Regions from separate parts of the Mus musculus genome. Here regions 1, 2 and 4 are each linked to region 3. Evidence: chromatin contacts called from public ChIA-PET and HiChIP or PLAC-seq data. All regions are on one chromosome and are shown on one strand. The core of a region is the stretch at or near the end of the contact, and the rest is flanking DNA. Distances in the headings are between cores, read along the strand shown.

The links. ChIA-PET counts read pairs in DNA pulled down with a chosen protein or histone mark. HiChIP or PLAC-seq counts read pairs in DNA pulled down with a chosen protein or histone mark.
Region 1: an RNA polymerase II ChIA-PET map of memory CD8 T cells shows a contact between it and region 3, with 5 read pairs. The contact joins the promoter of Uhrf1bp1 here to the promoter of Itpr3 in region 3. A contact is called at or near these places in 2 of 115 datasets of contacts at active chromatin or transcription factors (memory CD8 T cells and pancreatic cancer cells).
Region 2: a FOXA1 HiChIP or PLAC-seq map of pancreatic cancer cells shows a contact between it and region 3. The contact joins the promoter of Fam234a here to the promoter of Itpr3 in region 3. A contact is called at or near these places in 1 of 484 Hi-C or Micro-C datasets (CD4 T cells) and 1 of 115 datasets of contacts at active chromatin or transcription factors (pancreatic cancer cells).
Region 4: a contact with region 3 is called in an HNF4G HiChIP or PLAC-seq map of pancreatic cancer cells. The contact joins the promoter of Neurl1b here to the promoter of Itpr3 in region 3. A contact is called at or near these places in 2 of 39 promoter capture datasets (both in liver) and 1 of 115 datasets of contacts at active chromatin or transcription factors (pancreatic cancer cells).

What each region holds. Positions count from the first base shown.
Region 1 is chr17:27,854,940-27,858,343 of GRCm38.p6, reverse strand. It overlaps Uhrf1bp1 (UHRF1 (ICBP90) binding protein 1), which reads right to left and starts at 1,837. Exons shown (of 21, transcript NM_001080769.1): 1 at 1,550-1,837. The coding sequence starts at 1,593.
Region 2 is chr17:26,241,926-26,245,559 of GRCm38.p6, reverse strand. It overlaps Fam234a (family with sequence similarity 234, member A), which reads left to right and starts at 1,318. Exons shown (of 13, transcript NM_001206335.1): 1 at 1,318-1,554.
Region 3 is chr17:27,055,635-27,059,222 of GRCm38.p6, reverse strand. It overlaps Itpr3 (inositol 1,4,5-triphosphate receptor 3), which reads right to left and starts at 1,919. Exons shown (of 58, transcript NM_080553.3): 1 at 1,549-1,919. The coding sequence starts at 1,637.
Region 4 is chr17:26,412,773-26,416,403 of GRCm38.p6, reverse strand. Neurl1b (neuralized E3 ubiquitin protein ligase 1B) reads right to left here and starts at 1,545. Exons shown (of 5, transcript NM_001081656.3): 1 at 1,409-1,545. The coding sequence starts at 1,439.

The sequences.
Region 1 (3,404 bases), core at 588-3,087, 800 kb before region 3:
AGCAGAAAGGCTCAACAGGGCAAAGTGTTTGCCTCACAAGTCTGATGACCTGGGTTTGATCCCCAGAACACATTGTGAAAGTGGAACTAGACAATGACTCCCCAGAGTTGCCCTGCAACCTCCACTAGCACACTGTGGCACTTCTGCACCTCTCTGAACGCACACAAAACAACACACACATACCCAATAAGAACAATTAGCCACACAAGTTGTAACCCCCAAAATGCCCGGTGTCCTACTGGGCGCTCTGTGAGGCTCTTAAATAAATCTTTCAATATAAAAACACATGGAGTCTTCTAATTTATCACTGTCTCACCACATGGTCCAAGTTGGCTGGGAACTCTACTGTAGGCTGGCCTTAAAACCCCACTCCTCCTACCTCAGCCTCCAAATGCTAGGACCTCGGGGGTGTGTGCACCACAGCAGCCTAGATAGTCTTTGACGTATCTACTACTACTATCTAGTTTGAAAGAGATAAACGTTGAAGAGGAAGTGCCCAGACTCCAGGAGCCGGCCCTTCAGTCATGCACATAACAGTTAATCAAACAAGGTATCTGAATCTAGCTAATAAATGTCTAAGATCACATAAGCCAATGTCAGCCAGGCAACGGGGGACACCACGTCAGGGACAGAGGCTCACACAAGCCCTGGTGTTCCATGTTGACTGGCAACACTCACACACACCTCTTGAAAACCACTAGTCACTGTGCTGCCAAACTCTGGATCACTAGAGCCTCTGAGACAACCTAAATTAACAACCATCACCAAGCTAGAATAAGCAGCGAAAACCAACTGCAAAGCTAGCTCCCAATTTTCGCAGCCACCCATTCTAACAAGCTGCATCATCACGCAGAGACCAGGAGTCCTTCAGATATAGCTGAAAAGTGTCTTGCCAGCTAACCCGTCATGCCCCAAATACAGAGCGACAGGACAGCTTAACAGGAGGCCACAAAGCACAAGTGGACACTGGCTGTCAAACAAACCTCCATGGCATCTTAAAGGGAAGGCTGCTGAAACTTTATCCCCCACCTCCGCTGACCTTTCTCCAATCCGTCTGTGTACGGAGAAGAAAGCGGACCCAGAAAGGAGGGAGGTCCGAAAGGACGACCAGCCTCGGGTGAAGGGTTTATATCTTTTCAAGAGTGATGCAACAGGGTCAGACAGAAGAGGAGGAGCTCGCCTCACAGAAGGAGAAAGCCGGCGTCGGCGCTGCAATCGAAGGGGACCTGGGTAATCCAGCACGGAGCGGCAAAGCCAGAAATGAACCGGCGCTGGGCGGCTCGGCAGGCGGGAAGAGGCCTCCAGGGCTGGCCTGCCAGGTTCCGTGCGGGTCTGGAAGGTACGGCCAGGAAAGGGCTGGGTGACCCGCGCCGAGGAAGGAGGCGGCGACGGGGGTGGGGAGGAAGGTGGCCCGGGCGAGGGAGTAATGCAGCGCCGACAACGGCCCGCAAGAGTTGAATCGCGCCTGCAGGGAGCCGCTCGCCCAGAGCGGCCGGAGGGAGGTCGGAGGGCTCGGAAAAGGACCGAGTACGCGGGGTGGCGCTCTCACCGGGACAGATGCTTCAAGATCTGCTTCTTAATGATCCCGGCCATGCTGCAGCCCGGGCCCGCGTGGAATGCAGGCAGACGGGCAGCCGTGGCCTCCTCAGTTGTGGAAAAGAGGCGTCCTCTCACCTCGCCGCGGCGCGGGCACCGGCTGCCGTAGCCACAGTGGCCGCCATGGCTCTCTGTCGCCCCTAACTCAGCGCCAGGAGTTCCGCCGCGTTCCCACCCGCCCGTGCGGCGCCGCAGGATCCCGCGGAGCAGAACCCAGACCGCACGCCACCCTCCGGGATCCCCGTGGCGAGAGCGCACGGCGAGGGGCGGGGACGCGCGCGGCGGCACAGGCGCAAGGGATGAGGGGCGGGGCGGCGGGAGCTCAGAGGCATAGGGGGCGGGGCAACTGCGCGGGGCGGGGCTTACACGCTCAGAGGCGGGGCTCACTCTTCCAGAAGGTAGATGGTGGCATTCGCCTTTACTCCGAACTCTCCAGAGCCAGAGGCAAGCAAATATAGGACCTTGAGACCAACCCTGTCTACATGGGGACTACCAAGACAGGGTTACATTAAGAGACCTTGTCTCTTCTGAGTTCGAGGCCAGCCTGGTCTACAAAGTGAGTTCCATGACAGCCAGGGCTATACAGAGAAACGCTGTCTCGAAAAACCACAAAAAAAAAAAAAGACCCAAGAAATCTAACCTTTAATGCTTCCAGTTTCAAGAAAAATATCTGCAGTTATTAAGCTGCTAAATACATAAGGCCTCCGTGATAAAGTGCTCGCCAAGCCTTGGGCCACTCCATTAAACACAGATGGAGGCTCCTTCCACTCTTCACTGTATCCAGGAGATACTCAGATACCATCTGACCAAAGCTACAAAACTGGGGCAAGGGCTGAATCCTGTTTCCATGCATGACAATGGCTCAGTGCAGGATCTCATTTCCCAATGCACCATTCTGACAAACTGCTGAGGTCAAAACGCCGAACAACCACAGCAAACCTAACCAACATACTTTGCTTAAAGCCCCCTTTAGGAAATTTAAATGTCTATTGATCATTAGTACATGACTCAATATACTTAACTGCCTTTTGAAAAGGGAGCAATGGAAATGAGAGCCAATGTCTTTAATTCTCGCTATTTCGTGTGGTTTTGCTTTCTTGGTAAGTTTGGCGGGAGTAGGAATTAATTACATCAAGCAAATGAGGTAAGTACTCCACTCAGACGCACCGCCCCCCAAAGACGGAGTGTTTTTATTTATCTGTGCATTCCTATGTGAGTGTGAATGTCATGTGCCCACAGAGACCAGAAGCTGTCAGATTCTTTGGCACTGGAGTTACAAGTAGTTGTGAGCCACTTGGTGTGGGTGCTGAGCACTGCACCTAAGCCCTCTAGAGCAGCACTTAGCAGGGAGCCATCTCTCCAGTCCCCAGGTCTTTTAAGTTTACTCTTGGAGCCCAGCGTGGTGGCGCAAGCCTTTAATCCCAGCACTCTGGAGGCAAAGGCAGGCGGATTTCTGAGTTTGAGGCCAGCCTGGTCTACAAAGTGAGTTCCAGGACAGCCAGGGCTACAAAGAGAACCCCTGTCTCGAAAAACCACCAAAAAAAAGTTTACTCTTGGTTGAGATTGAGACAAGGTATCCAGATATAGCCCTAGATGGCCCAGGGATTGCTATGTAGATAGACCAGGATGTGGCCAAAGTGGCAGCCATCCTCCTGTCTCTGCCTCCTGAGCGCCAAAAAATGTGGCTGTTCACACCACACCTGGCTATACTGTTTTAGTCACTGCAACTAACATTCATTGAGCTTTCACAAGCTGTCGTAAGTTCCTTCTGAAACTTTATTCATAACTAGCAATGTTTCCAGATTGAG
Region 2 (3,634 bases), core at 69-2,568, 810 kb after region 3:
TTGGATATAGCAGACACGTGTAAGGACTCTTGATAAAGGAGTATAAATGTGACCCCACAGACAGTGGGAGAGGAGCACTGAGATTTGGTTTGCTCTGCCTTGCTATTCTTTGCTAAAGACACGCATGTATTTGTTCGCCTTACATAGCATTGTTGAGCTCACCTTGTGGTAACACTGCCATTGAGAGAAATTATCCAAAGAACTGCTTGTGAGGTTCCTATGGCAGCTTGCAGCTTCTGCGGCCTCACATCAGGCTGGTTGGCAAATCTAGAAGTTTCTTCAGGATTTAACTACAGCTGCCTGGTGTCTGCTTGCTGAAAGGACTGGACTGAAGCTGCTGGTTAGTGTCTGGTGTCTGCCCCCCTAGAGGACTGGACTGCAGCTGGTGGTTAGTGTCTGGTGTCTGCCCCCCTAGAGGACTGGTCTGCAGCTGCTGAATTGTACTTGGTGTTTGCTATGGGACTGAACTGCTGCCCAAGAAGATCTAGCTCACCCCTAAAGAATTATTGCTGAACCGGTCCATTTCACCCATATCCTAATAACTTTTCTCTTCCACTGCCTCTGCTGGGTTGTAGGCTAGAGGAGAGGTTGGACCCTTATTAAGAGTAGGTTGCAGCCGGGCATGGTGGCACACGCCTTTAATCTCAGCACTGGAGAGGCAGAGACAGGCAGATTTCTGATTCGAGGCCAGCCTGGTCTACAAAGTGAGCTCCAGGACAACCAGGGCTACACAGAGAAACCCTGTCTCGAAAAACCAAAAAAAAAAAAAAAAAGTAGGTTGCAAAAAATTTATGCCTACTCAGAGAGTAAAAGTCCTTGCCAAGCTATTGTGCAAGCCTGTAACCTAAGTTCGATCCCAAGAACCCACATAAAGGCGAAAGTGAACCAGCTCTACAAAACTGTCCTCTGATCTTCCCTTTCTGTCGTAGTGTGTGTCTCTATGTGCCTGCGTGTGCACTGAGGAAAGAAAATACCGTGGCCAGTAAGTGATCGGAAAGATACGCAGGCTAGAAAAAAGAAGCCTTAGCATGGGCCTTCTGTCTTGTCTCCATTCATGGATTCCTGGGGTTAGTATGGGAACACCAGGCCTAAGCCATCACAGCATTATCATGCCAAAATGCTCCTGCACAAACAGGCTCTCTGCTCGAAAAGGGCAACACTGGACACAGTGGCCGTGTTGCTAAGCAACCGACTCAGTCAACAGAACGGAATCGCTGTGGTACGCCCCTTCCGCTGGCAGGAAGTGACGCACAGTTCAGGTGGGCCGAACTAAGGGGGGGGGTCACAGCCTCTCTGGGGCGGGGCCTACTGCGGGGCGGGCCTCCTGGGTGGGCCCAGTGGGGGCGTGGCACGCTGCCCTCGGGGCCGGGCGGACCGGGGTGCGCCGGGGAGGGGCGCTGCTGTCCGGCGTAGTCTGTACTCCTGTTCAGCCGCTGTCCTCCCGGGAACCTTGGGGATGTGGATCCCGGATTCCAGGGACCGCAGTTGAGCCAGCCTCGCCAGTCCTGTACCACTTGCTGAGGAGCAGGATCTCGCGGACAGGTCCGAGAGCAGGTCAGGATCGGACTAGGTAACTCTTAACGCGCGAGCTGGTTCCGGCCAAAGCCGTCTGCGTTCGATCGCCCGGAGCTAGTGGGGGCCAGGAGCGGGTCCCGCCTCCACTTGCAGCTCACAGCTAAGGTCGGCCCCGCCTGAGCTCCCAGAGTAGCAGTGCACAGGGCCTGGCACCCTCAAGCGTGCTCAACTTGGCCAAACAAATCTCTGCTCCGTCGTGTCTGTTCCCTGGAGGGCGCTGTGGTGACCCGGAGCGACAGGGGTTGACCTACCAGAGGAACTTTGTGCTCCGGTGGACATGTTCCTTAAATCCTAACGCTCTTTGGGCCCCGTGTGTTTAGTATCAGTGAGAATCAGTTCATGTTCTTCAAGTTCAGGCCCAAGGCAGTGAGGTGGGTACGGTCAGGAGTGGTTGGTGATGGGGTTGTCTTCATATTCCACCCTCACAGTTCTAATGTTCTTTTAAGGCCACCACCGCCTCCTGCTGCCTTGAACTGGAAGCAATCTTCCTGCCTCATTACACCGAGCTGTCTGTTTCTTCTCTGTACTGGCGTTTTTTCTTACTCCTTCCATTGCCTCCTTGTATTCCTTATATGTTGCTTTATAACAAACAAGAAGTTTATTGGTTTATCCTAGCAATCTTTATCCTAGGTGTGGTGGTGGATTTCTGTAATCCCAGAAGTTGAGGCTGAGACATATGAATTTGGAGTTTGAGATAAGCCTGGGCTACAATATGCGGTCTTCCCCAAATGCACAAAATAAAACAACCTTTATTAGTCAACACTTTCTGTGGGTAGGGAATCAGTCTACCTGGGTGATGATGGCCCAGTAACTCTCGCCAAGTTGGGGGATCCAAATCCAAGATAGTGGACTCAAAAGACCAGTGGCAGGAGTCCTCATTGTTTTCTGTTGGTATCTGCCTTCCCTCAGAAGAGTTATCTGTAAGGGAAGTGGGGCGATAGGGAGTGATAGAAACCACTGTCATTATGACCCAGTTTGCAAAGTCTAACTCCCCCCTCCACATTCTTTTTGTATTACTAGGTACATAGGAGGTGGGTACAGCAGAGCTTATGAAATGAGTGTGTGCATGCAAGAGTGAGTGTAGGTGTAGTGTGTCAAGGACAGTGACCTGTAGGGGCTCTCCCTCCTCTATATGGGTTCCAGAGAATCCTCTTGTCACAAGTCTTCCAGTGGTGGAATTTTGTGTCACCATCCCAGAACCCTACTAACCGACCTAGCACCCCAGCTCCTCACCTCCCCAGCTCCCCAACTCTCTTTTGGGAATGGAGTTTTTTGAGACAAATTTTGCTTTTATCCCTGGCTGGCCTGGAACTCATGGTATAGACCAGGCTGGCCTCAAACCAGAGGTGAGCCTCTTTGCTCTTTCAAGTACTAGGGTCTCAGATATATGCTACCAAGTCCAGCTTGTGAATGTTATGTTTTTTTTCTAGAATTTATGTGTATAACTCTGTTGCCTGGAAAAGAGAGAGAGAGAAGAGAGAGAATGTGAGTGAGTGAGAGAGAGAGAGAGAGAGTGTGTATGCACACACCATGGGAATGCCTGGTGCCCATGGAGGTTAGAACAGGGTGTTGGATCCTCCAGAACTGGAGTTACAGATGGTTGTGAGCCACCGCGTGAGTGCTGGGGACTGAACCTGTGAACCAGCTTGCCAGCCCCTTGTGATTATATTTTAAAATCCTGCTACTGACCATGCCTGTGGGGGAAGGGTGCCTACTCCCTGTAATTACAGCACAAGTTTCCACATCGCATTCACATGAGCTTTAGCTTTGTGAGAATGACTGGGGCTTTTCCCAGGGAAGGGAAGCATTCAGCACCCCAGCATGACGTTGGACACTTGGAAGAGCAGACTTCCCTGTAGAAAATGGAACTAGGTAGCTGGGTGTGGTGGCACACGTCTTTAATCCCAGCACTCGGGAGGCAGAGGCAGGTGGATTTCTGAGTTCAAGGCCAGCCTGGTCTACAAAGTGAGTTCCAGGACAGCCAGGGCTATACAGAGAAACCCTGTCTCAAAAAGCCAAAAACCAAAAAAAAAAAAAAAAAAAAGAAAGAAAAAGAAAA
Region 3 (3,588 bases), core at 670-3,169:
AGGCTGCCTGGGGACAGGAAAAGGGACCTTAGATCCTTGGCTCTGTCAATCCTCAAGGTGATTAAATAGCATCTACCCTGTGTTCAGCCCTGAGCCAGACACATCAACAAAATGTGACTACTTCTGAGAATCTGCAGAGTTGGGGGGAGTCTGGGCTCCCACCTTTGGCTTTGCCACTCCCTCCCCAACACACACCCCATCCCAAGACAGCATGTTTAGTGCTGACTGCGCAGTTCCCCTGTAGCTCCCCAAGAAGGGCCCTGCCTGGCAGGGCTCTGAGCCAGGCCTGCAAAGATGCTGGCCCAGACGAGGCTCCACGCCTCAACTCTGGGCAACTTCAGAAGAGAAATCTGATGGGGAGATGTGTGTGTAGAAATTTCCATCTGACCCGGGAGGTGTGTAGGAGAGCCTGGAGGATGCTTGGAGAAGAGAGGGATGCTGGAACTCCCATCTCAGCCTCCTCAGGCAGAGAGGCCCTGGAGGTTTCTCCTCCCTACAGCACATTGAATTTCAACCACCAAGAGGAGAGAGCAAGGGAGCCAGGAGCCTCCCACCTGCAGGGCTAACTTTGAAAGAATTCCTGACACACTTCCAAAGCCCCCAGAGAGGAGTCACCCTGCCAGCAGCTGGATGGTGCTGACAACGTGAGATACCAGAACATTAGCCACTACCACCCCACCTGCCCGAAAATGGGACAGAAAGACCAGATCCGGGCTTGTGCGCTTCCTCCATCCCTGCAGCAACGAGGTGCTCAGGGTCTATCCAAAAAGATACTGGGATTCTAACCTCTCCCAGCTACCGGCCTGGCACCAGCATGGGATGGAATCAATTCCCTGCTTATCCAGCCCAGACCCCGGGGGGTGACAGCCAGAATTAATTAATGTTTGTAAAGTGCTCTAGAGAACCTGGGACCAGGGACCCAGGGGCGCCAGAGTAGCTACACAGGAAATTGACAAGGAGGGGGTGGCGGTGAGAGGGGGGCCAGCTGGCCAAGACCTGGACTGCCTGGACAGGGAGGGTAAAGAAAACACTCTGAAGAGGAGATGGGGCACAAGGAGAGTGAAAAGATGCTACCTCTCCAAATAAATAAATTAAATGATTAATTAAATAATTAAATAAACCGATTCAAGATGGGGCTATAGAGGTGAGTGCCAGGCTTCAGGCTGAGCCAACCCTAGCACCCCACCCCGAATCCCAAACAAGAACACCCAGGCCCTCTCCAACTCAGGCCCCAGCCACCTGCATAACCCGAGGACCACTTGCAGAGGAAGTCCGAACCCCTCAGCCATGAGTTAAGAAAAAGAGTGTGCCAGAAGTGGCGGGCTTCGTGGGCGCTGACGCCTTCTAGAACTCCCCAGGGCACCCGACTACTACCTGAGCAAACAACGCACTTCCTTTCTCTAAGAGAGGGGTGCCAGCGTCCCTTCGCTTCTGGAGACTGGGCTGTCCAAGCAAGCCTCTATCAAGGGCTCAGGGGACTGAACATTGGCAAACAAGCAGCTGGTACCGTGGTCCCGATGCCCCTCTCTTTGCCCTAGGCTCACTCACCCCAAAGTGCTGATGAAGCCATTGACAGAGCCCTCGGCGTACAGGGACACAATGTCCCCGATGTGAAGAAAGCTGGACATTTCATTCATGGCTTCGGCCCTCCGGGGCTCGAGGCGACGAGGTCGCCCTGAAGCGAGCTGCCAGGCTCGGTGCAGAGGACTGAGGCGCGCTGGGCGGAGAGGGGCGCAGTGCCACCTCGCAGCCCGGCGACCCGGACGATCGGGACGGCAGGAGTAGGCTGACTGCCACCAGAGAGCGAGGAGGCGCGGCGCGACCCGGGTCCGGGTGAGGAGGTGCCTGCGTCTCTGCGCGCTCGCAGCCCTCCAGCCCGGCCGGGCCCGCGCGTACCTGCAGCCTGGAAGGAGCAGGAAGTCTGGGGCCGCCACACACATGCAAATCCCGCCTGGGAGGCGGGGAGGCCACACCCCACCCCGCCCCCGCCGCGGCTCCCACGTGCACCCGCGCCCCAGGCTCGGCCTCTTCTACACCGCGCGCGTGCACGCCTGCACCCCCTAAAGCGCCCAGCTTGCCACCGGACGACCCCCAGGCTCTAGGGCGTTCTCTAGACGGCTTGTCCACCAGCACCGCGCTGCACTTCGGGGCTCTCCACCCTCGGAGATCCCCAGCTCGCCTAGCCTGCGGCCCACGCGTGGCTGAGCACACCGGGAACTTGGCCACGGTCACCCTGCGGCAACCGCGCCCAGCTGAGAACCGTCTTGCGCCTGGATGCGCGCTCAAGCCCTTAGCGTTGCAAATCAGGATTCATTTCTCTCAACATGAAAAGTCTTTTCATTGCACAATAGAAAGTGCTTTGACTTGGAGGGGAAATGAAGCAATGGGGTGGGTTTGGGTTTTTTTTTGTTTTTTGTTTTTTAATTGTCCTTGTTGGGGTTTCTCTCTCTCACTCTCTTTCTCCCCACATTCCTGTGTACAAAGAGATCCAACTTCCGAATCAGTTCAGCCGCTCCCTCTCCAGGAGGAATTGGCTCCAGTTTCTCTTGGCTCCTTCTGTCTTTGCTTTAAAATAAATAAATAATACTGGGAGGGGGAGAGCATTACCTCCTCTAGTTAATAGTGCACCCCAGCGCCCACTGAAACAAGTTCTCGTAGCGGGCCCTTGCTCACAAAGTTCAGCCCTCAAACTCATCGCCAAGTTGACTACTTTCTGTTCTGCGCCACGGAGGCTGGGCGTTTGCTTCCTCCTAGAGCTTTGGTTTGAACTCCTGAGATAAGAATGCGCCACCACCACCCCCTTTGGTCACGTTTGCTCCCTCCCACCCAGCCCCCCTTATTTCCTGAGGGGCGGGGATGGGGGCGTTTGTCCCTGGGAGAAAAGGAGGAGGGGACTGGAGACAGAAGCAGGAAGAGACCCAGGAGGGGTGGAGACAGCCGCCAGCCGTGAGACAGCTGCTGACCTGCACCGAGAGTTCTTGAGTGCAGGGGATTTTTACCAAGACCCTTAGAACTGGTGGTAGTGGTTAGCCAAGCCTTTAATGGGGAAGTAGAGGCAGGAGGACTGGGAGTTAAAGGTCGCATAGTAAGTTCGAGGTTTACCTAGGGCACGTGAGAGTCTGCCTCAAATAAATGTAAGAATGGGCTGGAGAGATGGCTGAGTGGTTAAGAGCATTGCCTACACTTCCAGAGGATCCAAGTTCAATTCCCACCACCCACATGGCAACTCACAACTGTCTGTAACTCCAGTTCCAGGAGGTCTGATGGTCTCACACAGATATACATGCAGGTAAAACATCAATGCACATAAAATAAAAATTAATTAATTAATTTAAAAAATCAAAACAGGGGCTGGTGAGATGGCTCAGTGGGTAAGAGCACCCGACTGCTCTTCCAAAGGTCCGGAGTTCAAATCCCAGCAACCACATGGTGGCTCACAACCATCTGTAACAAGATCTGACGCCCTCTTCTGGAGTGTCTGAAGACAGCTACAGTGTACTTACATATAATAAATAAATAAATCTTTTAAAAAAAGGGCCTGAAGAGGTGGCTCAGCAGTTAAGAGCACTGGCTTCTCTTCCAGAGAGC
Region 4 (3,631 bases), core at 296-2,795, 640 kb after region 3:
CAGCCTGTCCCTTGCCTTGCTCCAAGTGTGACCCACAGGTGGCAGAATGGCTTTTTAAAAAACCAACCAGAATAGCACAGGAATTCTAGTTGAGTATGTACTGTGTCTCCGTCATGGGCTTCTGTGACTGCCATCTCTGATGTGACCTCAGGTCCCTCCAGATCGGTGGCTGGGTCTCTTCAGCCTAGCAAGAAGCGGTTATCACTCTGTCTAGTACAGACCCAGGTTCCAAAGCCACCTCTGAAGCTGACCAGCCTGTGACTCCACCTGGCTGACCTTAGGAATGATCCAGTAAAAGCCACCCAGGGGCTTGTTAGTAGAAGGGGCTGTCTGTCTCCCCAGTGGTCCTTAGGTCTCAGGTTGGTCCAATCCCTTCCAGGGGAAGAGACAACTCTATTAGGATAACTGCCGGAGGAAGGGCTGTGGGGGTGTCAGAACAGAGATGGGGTGTCAGCTGGGCTGTGCTAAATCTGACCTACAGCCAACTTGCTTCTTCTCTGAACTACCCTCCCCCAACACACACACACACACACACACACACACACACAGAGAGAGAGAGAGAGAGAGAGAGAGAGAGAGAGAGAGAGAGAGAGAGAGAGAGCCTCTGCTTAAGGATGCTGCGAATGCCGAATGCCCAGTTTTATGCCCAAACACTTCTGAAGACTTGGGACACAGTGGGGGTGAGGGGCGGGGCAGACAGGCTGACAGGGCCCATGCAGTCTCCCACCACTGCCTGTCACCGGGTCATTTCTCCTGTACTGAGGTTAAACTTCTTGTGTAAAATCGGGGTGTCTTTTCTTAGGAGGACGATTCTTTGCAGACAGGCAGTGACAGCCTCGGCGCGCTGACATGTTCCACCATCACTAGGTATTTTCAGCGAGGCGTGGCGTCCCCCGGCCTCCGCACGCCCGCCCCACGCCCCTCGCCCACCGCCTTTCTCGGGTCTAGGAAATTCTAGGGCGCTTTTAACTAGGGGGCGATGCGCCCCACAGCAATGGCTCAGATGGGGCTGGGAGGGCCCCCAACAGAACGGACACCCGAACGGGGCGCAGCCGGGCGCGCGTGGGAACGCCGCCAAGAACTAGCACGTGTGCCGGGGGCGCCTGTGGACTGTACGCGGAGACCCGGGACACCCGCGCCCTGCAACCCCCCTGAAGGGTTCCGGCCGGGGGAAGCCCCGATACCTCCCTCCGGCTCGCTCATTAGCGACCTCCGGCTGGAACAAAGGCGTGGGGCGCACGGCCAAGGCCAGGAAAACCAGGAGGGGTCCGCACATCCCTGCAGGGGTGCGGCTCCGGGGCTCGGGCTCCGGCAACCAGGCTCTGGCTTGCACCCGGGCTCCGCGGCTGCGACGACCCGGGGAGGACCAGGCGCTCCGCGCCACTTCGGGGCGCGGCTCCGGGCGTACCTGGCAGGGTCCGGTGCACCGTGTTGCCCATCGCTACTCCGAGACTCGCGGCGCGGGGCTAGCTGGGCGGGCCGGGGGCCGCGGCCGGGCTGCGGGGCATTGCCGCTGCACCGGCGACCGGCGGGCGGCAGATGGGCGGCGCGGGCGGCGGCGGGAGGAGGCGGAGCCACCGGCCCGGGCGCGCCCGCCCCGCCCCCGCGCCCGCCACCAACCGTGCTTGGGCGGGGCTGGGGCCGCCGCCGCGTCTTTTGAAAGTTTGCACCGGTAGCGCGCTGGAGAGGCGGGGCTGGCCTCCTGCCCTCGTCGTTCCCGCGCGCACCGACCTTGCTCTTTTTGCCAATCGGGATGGGTCGCCGGGTGCCGAGTCCTTGTCCAGGCATTCGGCCACTTTGGGTGGTGCCTCGACTCAGGGACGACGCGCACACATGCAGGTCACGCCAGACAGTGTCAAGGGCTCCATGACAGTCCATCCAGGGTGAGATGGGGGTGGGGGGTAGGGATGGGGAACTTCTCCATCCCCTAGGCCGCATACCTAGGAGGAGAGACTTCAGTATGTAGTGGTTGTTTAGGGGGGGGGGCGGGACCCAGACTTGAGCTCACTGTGCCTTCTTCATTAAAGTACTGCCCACACCCTATGTACCAGGCCCTCTGCTGAGCCCCAGACGCAGTCCCTGCTCTCAAGGAAGAGAAAATTAGCAATCAAGATCACATAGTGGTCAAAACCAACAATAACATTGAAGTGTCAGATAGGGCCGGCTGAGGGTTTTTGAGAGAACGAGGTGGCATGTGAGGTGGGTAGTGTTGCCAGGAGGTACGAGGCGGCGGCGTTGGGGGGGGGGAGGGGGCTGAGAGGGGGAGGTGCATCCACTCCCACCGCATAAATCTTTTCTCAGAACCTTCCAGCCTTGGCTACTCTTCTATAAAAGGCCAGCTAGCCCATGCCACCCCTAGTCCAATTCACAGACTAACACACCAAGGTGGGGGAGGTGTAATGACTCTGTGAGGAGACCCAGTCCCTAACCATTACTTTCAGACTCCCATACTCAGTACTCTCGTCAGTTTAGGAAGCAGGGTTATTACCTCCACAGCACAGACAGGGTAAACCGAGGGTCAGTGGGTAGACGAGATGTCCAAACCTATCTCCCAGTGGCTGAGGGCAAGCTCCCTCTGAAACGGAGTAAAAAGAGGTGCTCAGAGGACCGCCTCCTGCCTTGGTTTCTCGTTGTCCTCAGACTCTCCTCTGTTGTTCCCCAGGAAGCCATGGCCAGACCTATTCTGTACTGAGTTTCTAATTCTCAATTACAAGTGCTCTCAGTTATTTAAAATTTCACCCCAAACTCTGGTGGGCAAAGGTACTTTAGCTGGGTAGGCCTTCACTCTGTATGACCCTGGGGTCCTTAGAGAGGTCGCCATTGCTATAAAAGGAGTTGAGGAATTTCACTTAGATAAAATGGCTCAGGGCAACAGGACTTTGTGGCGGCAGGGTGGGGAAGCTGCTGTTAAAAAGCCACTTTCAGAGCACTCCAGCAAGTGGCTGTGTTTCAGTCACCTCCCCAGATGTTCGCTGCAGCCACTGAACCCACCGCACCCCAACTGTTCTGGTGTGTGTCTCGGGGTGGGGAGGACATGTAGATTTGAAAGGCTGAGGTTGAGCCTCTCGGTCCCCATGTGGATGTGCTGTGGGGAAATGCTATGTCTTCCACGTCAGTGGCAACAACAGCAGACCACACAGGAAAAAAAAAAAAATCAGGACCAGGGAACTTCTTGAAGGTCCAGAGCTCTAAATTAGTGTGTTAAATAACATGAGCTTAAAGCAATGTTATCTTCAACATTGCTTTAAATGGAGCTGATATCACCCTGTGTGACAGTGATAATTCATTGTGGTGGAGGTGATAAGCCTGCGCCTGTAAGATAATAAATTAACCTTATAAATGAGCATCTGCCTGCCTCTCTCTCTTCCCCTCTTGTCTTTTTTTGGACTCTAGCTTGACACGCATGGGCTCTTGGGAAGGACGGAGGTTGTCCTTCTATCTACAGTCCAGGTAGATTCTAGACTGTCTCTTATTTGAGTATGTATGGTAATTGCTCCATCACTGAGGTCCCCCGGCATCTTGTCCTGTCCTTCAGCTACACCCTTGCTGCAGCTGCTGCCTTCCTGTCCTTTCCACTCTAAGGGGGCTCACTCAGCCCTGCCTCCCCACATAGTGCTGGCCCACTCAGTGC